2 separate regions of the Mus musculus genome follow, and region 1 is linked to region 2. The links are chromatin contacts, called in public Hi-C maps. All regions are on one chromosome and are shown on one strand. The core of a region is the stretch at or near the end of the contact, and the rest is flanking DNA. Distances in the headings are between cores, read along the strand shown. Region 1 overlaps Phlpp1 (PH domain and leucine rich repeat protein phosphatase 1). Region 2 has its middle 81 kb from the start of Zcchc2.

Region 1 (6,045 bases), core at 325-2,824, 170 kb before region 2:
GCAATAGAGATGTTAGATTATGCATCTGTACTTAGCAGTGTTTCTGAAATATAGTGAGCATTCAACAACTGCTAATTAAATTAGTGCTATAATATATATCAAACTCTATAGTCAAGCAAATGTAGGTTGTGATTACTACAAAAAAAGTAAAGAGCACACTACAGGAGACGGCCCATCCCATGTCAAGAATGGCCCAACACTAAATATTCATTAGACCAAGTTCCATTGAGCTCATTTTGAATGCAGTGATTCAAACTGGCAAGTAGGCAAGCTAGCATGAAGGAGAGTCAGGAGCAGAGGGTAAAGACCTAACTTCCAATGCAGTCATCAGCTGGAGCTGGACCAAGATATCTCTCAGCCTTAGTACACAAATGAAGAGAGTACTTGTACAACTACACTCACTCTGAAGGCTTATACATATTTTCTAATAGTTTGCTGTCATCATTAGTCTCAGAACTACAGTCTTAACAGCAGGGCATTTCCTTGTGCACTGTCTACAAAGCTTCAGATATAAGGATCGCCCCTATTTTCAAAAAATAGAAAAAGAAAAGGGGAAAAAAACAACAACAACAAAAACAAAGCAACAACAACAACAAAACCTTTTGGCCAGTAAGATGCCTCCACAGGAAAGGTTGCTTGATGTCAAGCCTAAAGAATTGAGATCAGTCCCAAAACCCACACTATGAAAGGAGAAAACCATTTCCTAAAAGTTACCTCTGACTGACCTAATACTACTTACTACTGCTACTGCTGCTACTGCTACTATTGCTGCTGCTGCTATTGCTACTATTGCTGCTGCTGCTGCTGCTGCTATTGCTGCTGCTTCTACTACTCCTACTGCTACTACTGGGACTGCTACTGCTACTGCTACTGCTGCCACTGCTATTGCTACTGCCACTGCTACTACTGTTGCTACTGCTGTTATTCCTGCTACTGCTACTATTGCTGCTACTACTGCTGCTACTGCTGCTGCTTCTCTCTCTCTCTCTCTCTCTCTCTCTCTCTCTCTCTCTCTCTCACACACACACACACACACACACACACACACACACACACACACACACACGGGAAGTTGTGTTTGTTTGTTAATTTTTCAATGGAATTAAATTGTTGAAAAATTTCAATGCAAACTCGGCCTGACAGTAAAAAAGAATCAGTAATTTAAACCCTGTTTATCAGTGGCTTTTCTTTATATTGTGTTTAGGGAATAAGGCATTTTGAGAAATTAGAAGGTAAAAGGGAGAAAAAAAGCAAAGTACAATAGTGATACTTTAATGAGAAAAGAGGAGCAAAGTCAGAATATTTTCCCCAGAAAAAGTTGGGACCATCTCAAACTTCTGAGCAAATCATTTATCCTAAAAGGACATCAGCAACAAAACCAACTGCTTCACAGTTATGTCCACAGAGCACAAATGTGACAGCAAATTACAGTTTTACTTCAGAACAACAACAGCTCATTAGAAATTGAATAAGGCATGCCTGAGAAAATATTCTTTTCCAGAAGCCTTAGGCTTGAGAACTTTGAAAGACTGGCACCTCTCCAGCTCTAGAAATAAAGCTTAGTCAGTATGTACTCTCCCCTGCAGCTCCGCTGCTTTTTCTGCAGCATACTCAGGGAAGGGATCGCTGAAAGAGGTCTATGAGTCAACATTCCTGATTAGAAAAACATATGCTTAGATTTGTATAAACAACTCCTTGGTTATAGGAATTCAAGTTGACTATATCCAGGCTGAAAAAAAAGAAAATTTACTTTTATGATATCTTTATTCAGATAGAGAAAAATCCCTCACTCACTAATTAATAAATAGTATGCTCAATTATTAGCAGAGTAGTAATTAGAGACAGAAAACAAAAATGGTACCGATCCAGATCCCCCACACTGATCCCTCAGGGCTACGTCCTAGTCTATCAGCTTTTAGGCTTCCAGCAACAGTCTCTGCTGTGTAAGCAGTGATTTCAATAAACTTTGATTTATTATGAAGACTAACTACCTTAGTCACCTCCAAAGTTCCCTGCTGCTATCAGAAACTGACTCAAGGAAGTGCAGCTGTAACATCTTACTGTCCCAACAGCATCCTACAATGCGCAGCGAATAAACTTGGAATACTTGTGTAAAGATCAAGGAAGTATCAAAACATTCAAAGACACAGCAAAAGGGCTCTCACATTGAGAGTGGAGAAACTGTGTATTCCTTAGTAGTTCAAGTCAACCATGAGCAAGTCATCTCAGTGGAAGAAAAGCAGAAGCACAAGACAAACATGATGGAAACTTTACTAATGTGCCTGTACTTTTAAAATTACATGGAAGTGAGCAATGTACAGGGCAGCAGGACAGTGAAATGGTGTGACATTTCCGGAGACCATGCAGGCACAAGGATCATGGGCTAGCCCACTGGAAGTGTATGGGCATGTCTCCTCACTTCTTGTAAGTGAAAACTACGTATCTGAACAAAGTTTATTTCTAAGCAAATCCAGTCATCCCACAAAATTCAAAAGACATACAAACCAAGCAATAATTATTAAGCATTTACCAGGGCAACAATGAAAGTATGCCTGTCTTTGCTTGCCTGGGGATCTGCTGAAAAGAACCATTCAGAGATCCAGGCTGGTACATCCAAGCTCCTGCCAAGTCTCTTGCCAACTGAACTCAGCACTCTAGAACAAAGCCAGTTTTCCTCCTTGCAAAACCCAGTGTCCCACTTCTGCAGTAGTAATGCACATGTACCCAGACCAAAACACTGCAAAGTCTCAATCACTTCCACTCAGCCCTCTTTGTCACATACAGCCACCTAACCACTTCTTGCACATTTTTTCCTGTAAGTCTGCATGCAACCCTTCCACTCTTAAAGGGCCCATACCCAGGTTCTTGACCTTGGTCCCCCATGTCCAACTCAGCTACAGCAATAGCCACCTTGCTCCTTTTTCTGTCTCTAGCCTCCTTCCCTACGAGGAGTTACTGCAGCTATATTCAATTCACTTTAAAGGCTGGGATGTTCTCTAATTCATTTTCAATCCTTGAAGCTATTAAAACATAATATAATGGCTTTCTGAGGGTTGTGGGTCATGTACTGACCCACATTATGGAGCGTTATAGATTTCCAAGACTTAATTCTTCTTGCAATAAGTCTTATTTCAATACTTGGGAATGTCACATAACTTGTCCTGCCTTATCACAAAGCAAATAATTTATTTGCTTTGTGATAAGGCAGGACATATTTTAATCGCCTTGGATCATCATTGTAAGAGCACACGAGAATACAGTAAATTGTATTCATAAAAAGGCTCATGGAAATGACTGGAGTCAGGCTGGCTGTCGTCCATATCATGATTTCTACTTCTCCCATTTTTGGATTACTTAGAAACCTCTTCTGCTTAGCATCTTGGATTAAAGTTATTCTTGAGAGTGATAAGACTCTTGAAACCAAACACCATATGTATTAGTTTTCTCACTGTTGCAACAAAATGCCTGACAAAAGCCGCCTAGGAAGAAGGGATTTACCTTGGCTCACAAGAAACAGACATCACAGTAGGGTGGCGTGGTAGTGGGGAAAGGCATCTGGGCACATTGCATCCACTGCCAGGAAGGAAGCAGAGGGAGGTGAAGCTTGCGGCTCAGCCAAGACCCCAGCCTGTGGAAACATACTTGTCAATATTTAGGGTGGGTCTTCCCTCCTCAATGTAATCTAAAGACGAGCCCAGCCAGGTTTGTCTCAAATTCTAGATCCTATCAAGTTGACAGATTAGCCATCACAGTGAACAAATAATATATGTATATATCTACCTTTACATTTATAAAGTCTTGCCTTTAAAATTTCTCTGACAGTTGGTGGAAGGTAGTGGCCCTCTTTACGCACTCTGCATTTCCTATCATCCCCGGACACGGTTTCATCGTATTTTATTTAATTCATGAACTCACCAGCCTCATAGAGATTTTTCTTTTAAAATTAACTGGTAAACACATACTTTCAAACAAGATTGTAACCATAATAAACAACGTATGGAGCTCAGTGAATTTGTTGCTATGGAAAGTAACAAAGGTTTGTGAGCTCATTTTTCTTATATCTAGGTGCGCATTTGTCTACTAATGGAGATGGATATAAAACTGGCCTTTCACGTGTAGTTTTAAACCACTTGCCTTTATTAGTCACAATTAAAAGACTCTATCAGGAATCTGTAGGATAAAGAAACAAAGCCAGACAAAACAGGTGCTTGAAACAAAAGCTTTGGGACCTACAGACTATGACTTGAGAATGTAGATGGTCAGGTGCTGGTAAATCCCTAGTGAAGGACAGAGGGGGACTGTCCCCACCTTCTCATGCTGGGCTTTCCACCTGCACCTACCCACACCATCCCACACGATCAGAGAACAGTAAGACCAACGTTCTCCTAGGTACCCTACCTCTCCAAAAACCTTTGAAAAACAGACTAAAAATTCTAATAAGTTATTTTGAAAATCCAGGATATATTTGGTTCTACAAAAACAAAAATATTGTCTTTACTTTCCCTCAAAACCAACTTGATGCCCTGAGATTGATACAGCTACACATATAAACACAAAGTTATCTATGATTTTTCTTTTATGACATAATTCTACAATTCTCAGGACAACAATACCCTCTAACCACATGGAAACATTTACTGGAAATGTTTATTTCCATGCAAACAACAAAAAGTCATCTTTTTTTTTCATTCAAATTTAAGAGTAAAACTACTACATAGCAGACACCAGTCTTTCTTCATTATTCACCGTGTTCCCCCACTCCCCAGAGGGGCTCATTTGACATGGTAACAGTGTGGCTCTCTCTGTCTGGCTCTCTGCCTTGACCCAAAACCTTGACGTGCCTTTGTTTAATGTAGCTTTATGGGTTTCTCTGAGACAATATCAACATCTCCAGAGCTGGGAATAAAACAAGCTACCTCTCTAGCAGGTAAAGCTGGTTTGTTTCTCACTCTTCCATTGTTTGCTTCCACCAAGATAGACGGGTCTGGTAGAACTGGTTCCCATCACAGAAAATAATGGAGGTCAAAAAACAATATCACACAAATAGATAAAAATACATATATAAATAAGATATAAGAAACTCTGCATACAATTACACACGCTAGCAAGGGGAAAGAATAATATGTGACATTTCAAATTTTCAAATAATTTTAATGGACTATAGTTTTTTCTGAAGATTGGAGCAGTTTATAAACACATACAATAACTAAAGGCAAATGAGACAGGTAGATAATAGTGGCAGTGTATAAGATTTTCCAATAGTTCTACTTGCCTATATGCTACATAGATAAATAAGGCTAGCTACATTTAAAAAAAAAAGTGAACAATCTAATCTCAAAACAAACAAAAAAGGGAGAGGGATATTCTCTTAAAATAAATACAGTCCTAGATTTTCCATTCACTAGGGAAAAAAAAAAAAAAAAAAAAAAAACCATACCTTAGCAAGCATTTGTGCCTTTAAATATGTAAAACGGAACAAGTAGCCTAGATGGCATGTCTTTAATCTCACTTGGGAGGCAGAGAAATTCCAGGTCAGCCAAGACTACATAGTAAGACCCTATCTTTAATAAAATGGAAAGGGAGGGAGGGAGGGAGGGAGAGAGGGAGGGAGAGATGTTTTAACTATAATTTATGATGACACTCCTAGGAAAGAACTGATGCTAAGATTTTACATTTGGCTTTTGTGTACACGTGAGCACGTATGGAGGTCAGAGGAGAATATCTATGGAGTCAATCCTCTCTTTTCACCATATGAGCTTTCTGGGGATCAAACTCAGGTCCATCAGCTTGACAGCGGTATCTTTCCTCCCTGAGCCATCTCTCTGGTCCTAAATTGTTTTTATTTTAAAAAATAAAAAGCTTTCACTATACGTGTTTTAAAGGAACACTTGACAGAAATGATGCTGTTATAATGAGCATTCAAAGGCTTTAACCTTTTGCCAGAGAGCACAATTCCACTATAACCTGGGAATGAGGACACTGACTTTATTTTAGACTTGCCTTGATCCTTACTTTGGGACTAGAGATGCACTGCAGGTCCTGCCT
Region 2 (6,366 bases), core at 939-3,438:
CCAGGGTGGAGGCCGATTCTCTCTGCTGCTATTCATATCTATATTTGTTCAGGGGCTTCCTTCCTGACCCCCCTTTCACGTCAAGATCATCCCCTTTCGGTGCCTTTGGCTTGGATGTCTAACTCCAAGCATAACTCAAAATCCAAACCACAGTAAGATAAAGCCAAACACAGGTTTATTCCTCACTTTTCGTTATCGGGGACTTGGTCCTCAGAGGACAAAGGCTCAGACAAAAGCGAATGCTCCTCAAGTCGTCCACAGGGGATTAAATGACAGAAGCGAAATTGGGCTTTCCGTTTCTTTGAAGCAAGTAAACACTATGTTACTATTTTATCTATTTTCCTCTTTGTTGGTTGTGTTTTAAGGACAAAAGAGCAATGAAGGAAGCTACAGTTTGAACAGTTGTTTTAATTGGTACCTTCAGCTGAATCAGAGAATCTCTCATTGTTACTTCTTGGTAAACATAAGGATTAATTATTAAATATACCCTGAAAAGAAAGAGTGGGTTAGGATAAGGTGTAATTATCAGATCATCTTCACTGGGCATATTGGCTCACGCACTCAGGCAGATCTCTGTGAGTTCGAGGACAGCCTGGTCTACATAGTGAGTTCTAGGACAGCCAGAGCTACATAGTGAGACCTTGTCTCGAATCCCTACTTGCCCACCCCAAAGAATTAGGTAAGCTTTGAACAACAACAACAACAACAACAAAATAACCACAAAAGCAATCAACATGGGGAAAGTTGGGATACTACTAGGACTTCGTATTTTAGGGCTCGTTAAGCTATGGGAGATTATAATTAGTAGCTATAAGGAGGAGGCATAAAGATGAAAGAAAAGACAGGAAGCAGAAGAGTGTGTGAGGCGGCAGAAAGGATGGAAACCATGCCTCATGGAAGACAGGGTGGGACACAGAAGAAACAGGCTAACGAACACCTAAGCGTCATGAGACACACATGCAGGCGTAGACACTGAACACTAGAAGGTAAGAGATAAAGAGAGAATTCCTGCCAACTGAGTTAAAAGGAGATGTTCTCAGCTCCAGCTCCAGCAGGCTCCCTGCAGTGGTGTGTGGCAGATAGGGGAACGGGACTCTGTGTCTCTGCGGTCTCTGTGTTCATGGAGTCTATGGGACTTTGGGGGCCAGCCTGCTTCTCAGATGTCCTGTCCTCTGTGCTTCCCTCTCTGCTACTTAACGTTTACCTGAAAAACTCTGCTGCTGGTATTATCCCCCCCATCTCCCACCCACTCAGAAAAATTCCTTGTACTTTCTTTGTTTGTTTGTTGATTGGTTAGTTTGGTTTTTTGCTTTTGTTTTTTTGTTTTGTTTTGTTTTTGTTTGTTTTTTGACACATGGCTTTGCTATGTAGCCCTGGTTATATGAGAATTCTCTATGTACACCAAGCTAGTCCCCAAATGGCAATGATCCTTCAGAGTGTTTCCTAAGCCGACGTGTGTCACCATGTCCAGTTGGGTTTTTTTTTTTCTTTTTTTAGATTTTATTTATTTATTTACTTATTTCTTTAATGTATGAGTGCTCTATCAGCATGCACACCTGCATGCCAGAAGAAGGCATCAGATCCTATTACAGATGGTTGTGAGCTACCACATGGTTGCTGGGAATTGAAGTCAGGACCTCTGGAGGAGCAGACTGAACCATCTCTCCGTTGGTTTTTGAGATAGGGTCTCGCTCACTCAGTAGTCATCCTGCATTAAATTTCTCACTCAGGTGATACACAAACCGTATTTGCAGGAAAACAAAGGGAGAATAAAAATTCGTTCTCTTGGATCAGGAGGGGGATAAAGTCTGGACTGTAAGACAAAAAAAAAAAAAAAATTAAAGAATAAGTTTAAAAAAAAATCTTTCACCAGCAATTGGTCACCTATATTGTGACAATACATACCTGGTAGTCAGGAGCTCTGGTTTAGCCATTGAAAATTAAAGGAAAATTTGCTAAAATAATTGTTTAAAAGCTCTAGCTCACAGTCAGTATGCTTACACCACAGATAGTGAGGTCTCACCCTGGAAAGACCTAACTCAGAAGCTCTGGGAGAGGCCTGGGAACCTGGGCTTTTAATTGGTACCCAGGTGGCAGTGATGCGGCAGCTGCAGTGACTCCACATACCCCACCCTCCCACCGAGCACTCACAGAATGCTCAGCTAATTAATGTATGCTCAGGGCGGCGCTTCCCAGCAGCGGGCGGGAGAACCTGCTCACCGACCGTCAGCTGGGGAAGCTCTCAGAGGCGTTTGCATTTCTACTACCGTAGAAATCTGCAGTACCACACTGCAGTGTTTAATAAAGTCTATGAACCCCCTGACTATGCTCTTAACTCTTTAAAGGTGGGCCAGTAGTTCCCAAAGACAGCGACCTGCTGACTAACAACAGCAGCATCACATGAGACACTGTTTAAAATGCTACTCCTGTTTTAACAGGCTCCCCTTCCAAAGGATTCTGCTGAGTGCCAAAGTTTGGGAACCCTTGACAGAGGCTAAGCTCAGAAAGGTGCCAACTGTTCCCCTCCATCTGTCTCCTCCTCGCCTTGCTGTGTTTTGTTCTTTCCCTGGAGAACATATTTGTTTATTCTCTGTATTATCTAAACACTGGGTCGAGGCCTTAACATACCAGGTGGAGAAGAGTCTAGAGAAACCTTTTTTCCCTGTCTGTCTGTCTGTGCCTCCCCCCTCCCCCCCAAGCTTACAGGTAGCTGTGATTTGCCTGATGTAGGTGCTAGGAACCAAATTGGGTACCTACTGTAAGAGCAATACCCACTCAACCACCAAACTATTTCCCCCACCCTCACCCCGATTCTGCTTTCAAAAGAACTTACTTGATGAATTGTGTTTTAAAGTGTTTTTTAAAAGAAAACTTACCAGTTTAAAATTTTTAGCAGATCGCTGTAACTATCATCCTCACAAGCCTCCCATACTGAAACTGTGCATGAAACAATTGCGCCCCCTTCAGTTCACGGTGATTAGTGCATCCATTGTCATGCCCCTATTGTAGGAGTCTTCAGAAACTGTACCAGTTGCTTCTCCTGTGCTCATATGACGTTTACTATTTTAGGTACATCATGTCTGTGGGGTCATATAGCTCTTTTGTGACTGGCTTCTTTCACTCAGAATGTTTTCTACTATAAGTAAGGCGGGCCCATTCTTTCAGCTTGGAGCCTCTCCTGGGGTCCCAGAGCCAACTTTCTCTTTGCTCAGGTCAAACATCTGATACCTGCCTGGTTCTGGTCCTAATACCTTGCTTTTATCCCACGCTGATGACTAGCTGTAGGGTCAGCCCTGCAGTTTGAACCCCAGTGGATTTTTAGCTGGGAACAATGGCTTGGTGTTAACTCTGAGCAAACCCCCAGGCTGCGCCACTCTGCTATGCCAGGCTTGGAGCTGCTGTCCTGTGGATCTGCAGCTTTGTGTTCTTTGCACAGAGACAAATAATCAATGCCAGGCAGCAGCAGCGGCAGCAAGCTTCAGAATTCAGCTCTCCCAGGCTTACACAACTCTGGCTTGGGAGCCAGTGTGACAGAGACAGGGGACGCAGAGGATGGCACTTCCAGGATTCACACTAACAGTTCCAGGGTTCCACAGGTAAGGCTGATAAGGGATGCTTACTTTGCAAAGGATACTTCCTCATGGATGCCGAATTTTATTTTCAAATTATTTAGTGGTGGTGAGAGGACCCCATGGGGACAGTGAGATGGCTCAGGGGGTTAAGTCCTTTGATCCCAAGTTGCGGACCTCGGTTCCATCCGCAGGACCTTACTCCCACAAGTTGTCTTCTGATCACTACAAGTGACCACCAACACACAGATAAGTAACTGAATATAATTTAAAATGATTCCTAATGGGTTAGTGAAAACTGGTTCTTACCAAATGAAAGAAACCCACTGTTCTGTAAAGAATATACGGCCTTCACTAGGCACAGCCACCCATCAAGAGGGTTTGCTTTGGTGGCAAAAACTTGATTTGATTTTGAGCTGTGGCTGGGGCTGGAGGTGGCTCGTAGCTCAAGGACAGTTGTGCATTTCATTCAGCAACCTGGCTTCCGCAGCGGCAGGAGGAAGTGCAGAGACGAGGGAGAAAATGAGTAGCTCTGGGGTCTTTGATAAAGTCGGTGGAATGTGAAGAATTTAGACTCTGCTTTATTTTAGTATCTGCTGCAGCTCTTTCCCTGACACCTGTAGGGTTTGCTATGTGCATATGCCAGGTTGGTTCCCAATTCTTAAAATGTGTTTTATTCTTATCTTCACATTGACTGTCTGATGAGCTTCAAGCCACACTGGATGCTCTTTCTATGACTGACACTTGTAACTGACATCTGCTATAGCCATACCAACTTCAGTTTGTGTATGAGTGAAAGAGAGGGGATTGGTGACCTTTAAGCTCCACCCTTCACTGCTGGCAGGAAGAGGAAGTGCTCAGAAGGGTTAATTTGACAGGCATCGTTTGATGGGCATATTATTACATCTAGTTTCTATATTGTCACATGAAACACATTTTTTAAAATTTATTTTTGGAATCCATTTCCACACACACAGCTTGGAAGAGCCAAAAGTGATGAGTGCTATCTAGGGTGTGTGCTTTACAGCCAGGCAACTTTTGGTAGCAACAAGCAAGCAGAAATGATTTTGTAATTACAGGATGGTGTAGGCAGCAGGAAGATTGTGTGCTGTGGAACGATGAACAAGATGTAGCCGTTTCTCCTAACAATCGTGCATCTGTTATGCTTGAGACCAATGTGCTATAACAATAGTGACCACACTTTGGCGATACACAGCTTCCAAAGAATGGGTGCACTTTATGGAGACAACTGGGCCACATGTTTGCAATTTTAGCAGATGTCAGAAATGGACACGCCACCCTTGGCACAGGGGACAGAGTAAGACAAGCTCCTTAAGGAGGTGTGTGTCGTTGGTTATGTGACATCCCAGGGGGAAGGCTTATGAGGTCACACCTCAATACACCCAAGATAGGTGACATTCAGCACTGTTTGCTCTTTAAAATGGCGAACTTTATGTCAACTTCATACAGGCTAGACTAGTCATCTGAGAGGAAGGAACTCCAACTGAGAAAATGCCTCCATGAGATTGGACTTCTAGAGCGTTTTCTTAATGAGTGATTGACATTTGAGGGCCCAGCCCAGTGTGGCTGGGACCACCCCTGAGATGCTGGTCCTGGGTTCTGGAAGAAAGCAGGCTGAGCAAACCACAGGGAACAAGCCAGTGAGCAGCACCCTCTGCATCCGCTCCTGTCTCCAGGACCCTGCCCTACTTGAGTTTCTGCCCTGATTCCCTTTAGCAATAGACTAGGGATAGTAAAGGGGAAGTCAAATAAACCCTTTCCTCTCCAGAAGCCAAACGAGCCCTTTTGATCATGGTGTTTCTTCTCAGCAATAGTTACCCTAAGACAGAGGGTAACACACTCACCACATACCATTCACACTCTTCTTTACAGTAATTACCTATGAAGCTGGAGACAAAAGAAAGTATGTATCGGGCTGAAAGAAAGTGGCTACTTACATGTTCATAGCCATACTAAAAGTAGGTTTGTCTCTTAGACATGTGTATAGGGTATGATGCACAGGTAGAAGTCAGAGGACAACTAGCAGGGGCTAGTTTTCATCTTCCATCATGTAGGCTCAAACTCAGGTTGCCCTTACCCACTGAACCACAGTGCTAGCCCAGAAGCACAGATTTAAATACAAATGTAAAACAGTTCTTTAAGGACTGGGGCTAGTTTAGAGGTAAAATACATACTTAGCACGCATGGGCTCAAACTCCAGTGTACACACACACACACACACCACATACCATACACACTCTTCTTTACAGTAATTACCTATGAAACTGGAGACAAAAGAAAGTATGTATCGGGCTGAAAGAAAGTGGCTACTTACATGTTCATAGCCATACTAAAAATAGGTTTGTCTCTTAGAAAAGGAATCCTTTGAGCAAGCAGTTTTACATTGGGAGACTAAATCTCAAAACAAAGAGGCAGACAACCTCGTTCCCCAGGTCTGTGTCTGTTTCCAGGTGTCCCAAGGGTTTCTCTCAATGTTGGTGTGGAGGAAGAAGAGAACTTGGGGTTCCACTGCTGAAAGAAAAGTACAAGGGTCTGACTCTCCCACAGAGCCCTCCTGGTGTTTTCAAGGTTAGAACTGGGCTTCCTGGCTGGGCGAGGACCCTGAAAGGTAGCCTGGTCCTCGGTTGAGCTAAAGGCTTTGAAGCCCTAGAGACCCTGAGGGGACAGTAGGAGCTTTGCCAGCTCCCAGCACCAGGCCCTTGTCATGTAGACACAATTTCCCATAGATTTGTGGCCATCAGCCACGTAAGGGCAATGCCTCAAGCCCTTCCACACA

The links. A called contact is a pair of places that touch in the nucleus more often than the background predicts.
Region 1: a Hi-C map of cerebral cortex shows a contact between it and region 2, with 4 times the contacts expected there. The contact joins two enhancer-like sites. A contact is called at or near these places in 6 of 484 Hi-C or Micro-C datasets (brain, cardiomyocytes, cerebellum and 2 more) and 1 of 115 datasets of contacts at active chromatin or transcription factors (neural progenitor cells).

The regions. Positions count from the first base shown.
Region 1 is chr1:106,237,835-106,243,879 of GRCm38.p6, reverse strand. The region is part of intron 1 of Phlpp1 (PH domain and leucine rich repeat protein phosphatase 1); the gene reads right to left. Among named protein-coding and RNA genes, the nearest start is that of Phlpp1, 69 kb to the right of the region's middle. Within about 2 kb of position 1,574, at least 104 of the 459 cell types and tissues checked have an H3K27ac peak or open chromatin away from gene starts, as enhancers often do. A contact at or near this core is called in cerebellum, cerebral cortex, forebrain and 1 more, where this site is marked.
Region 2 is chr1:106,068,038-106,074,403 of GRCm38.p6, reverse strand. It overlaps the pseudogene Gm26509. Among named protein-coding and RNA genes, the nearest start is that of Zcchc2, 81 kb to the right of the region's middle. Within about 2 kb of position 2,188, at least 32 of the 459 cell types and tissues checked have an H3K27ac peak or open chromatin away from gene starts, as enhancers often do. A contact at or near this core is called in cerebellum, cerebral cortex, forebrain and 1 more, where this site is marked.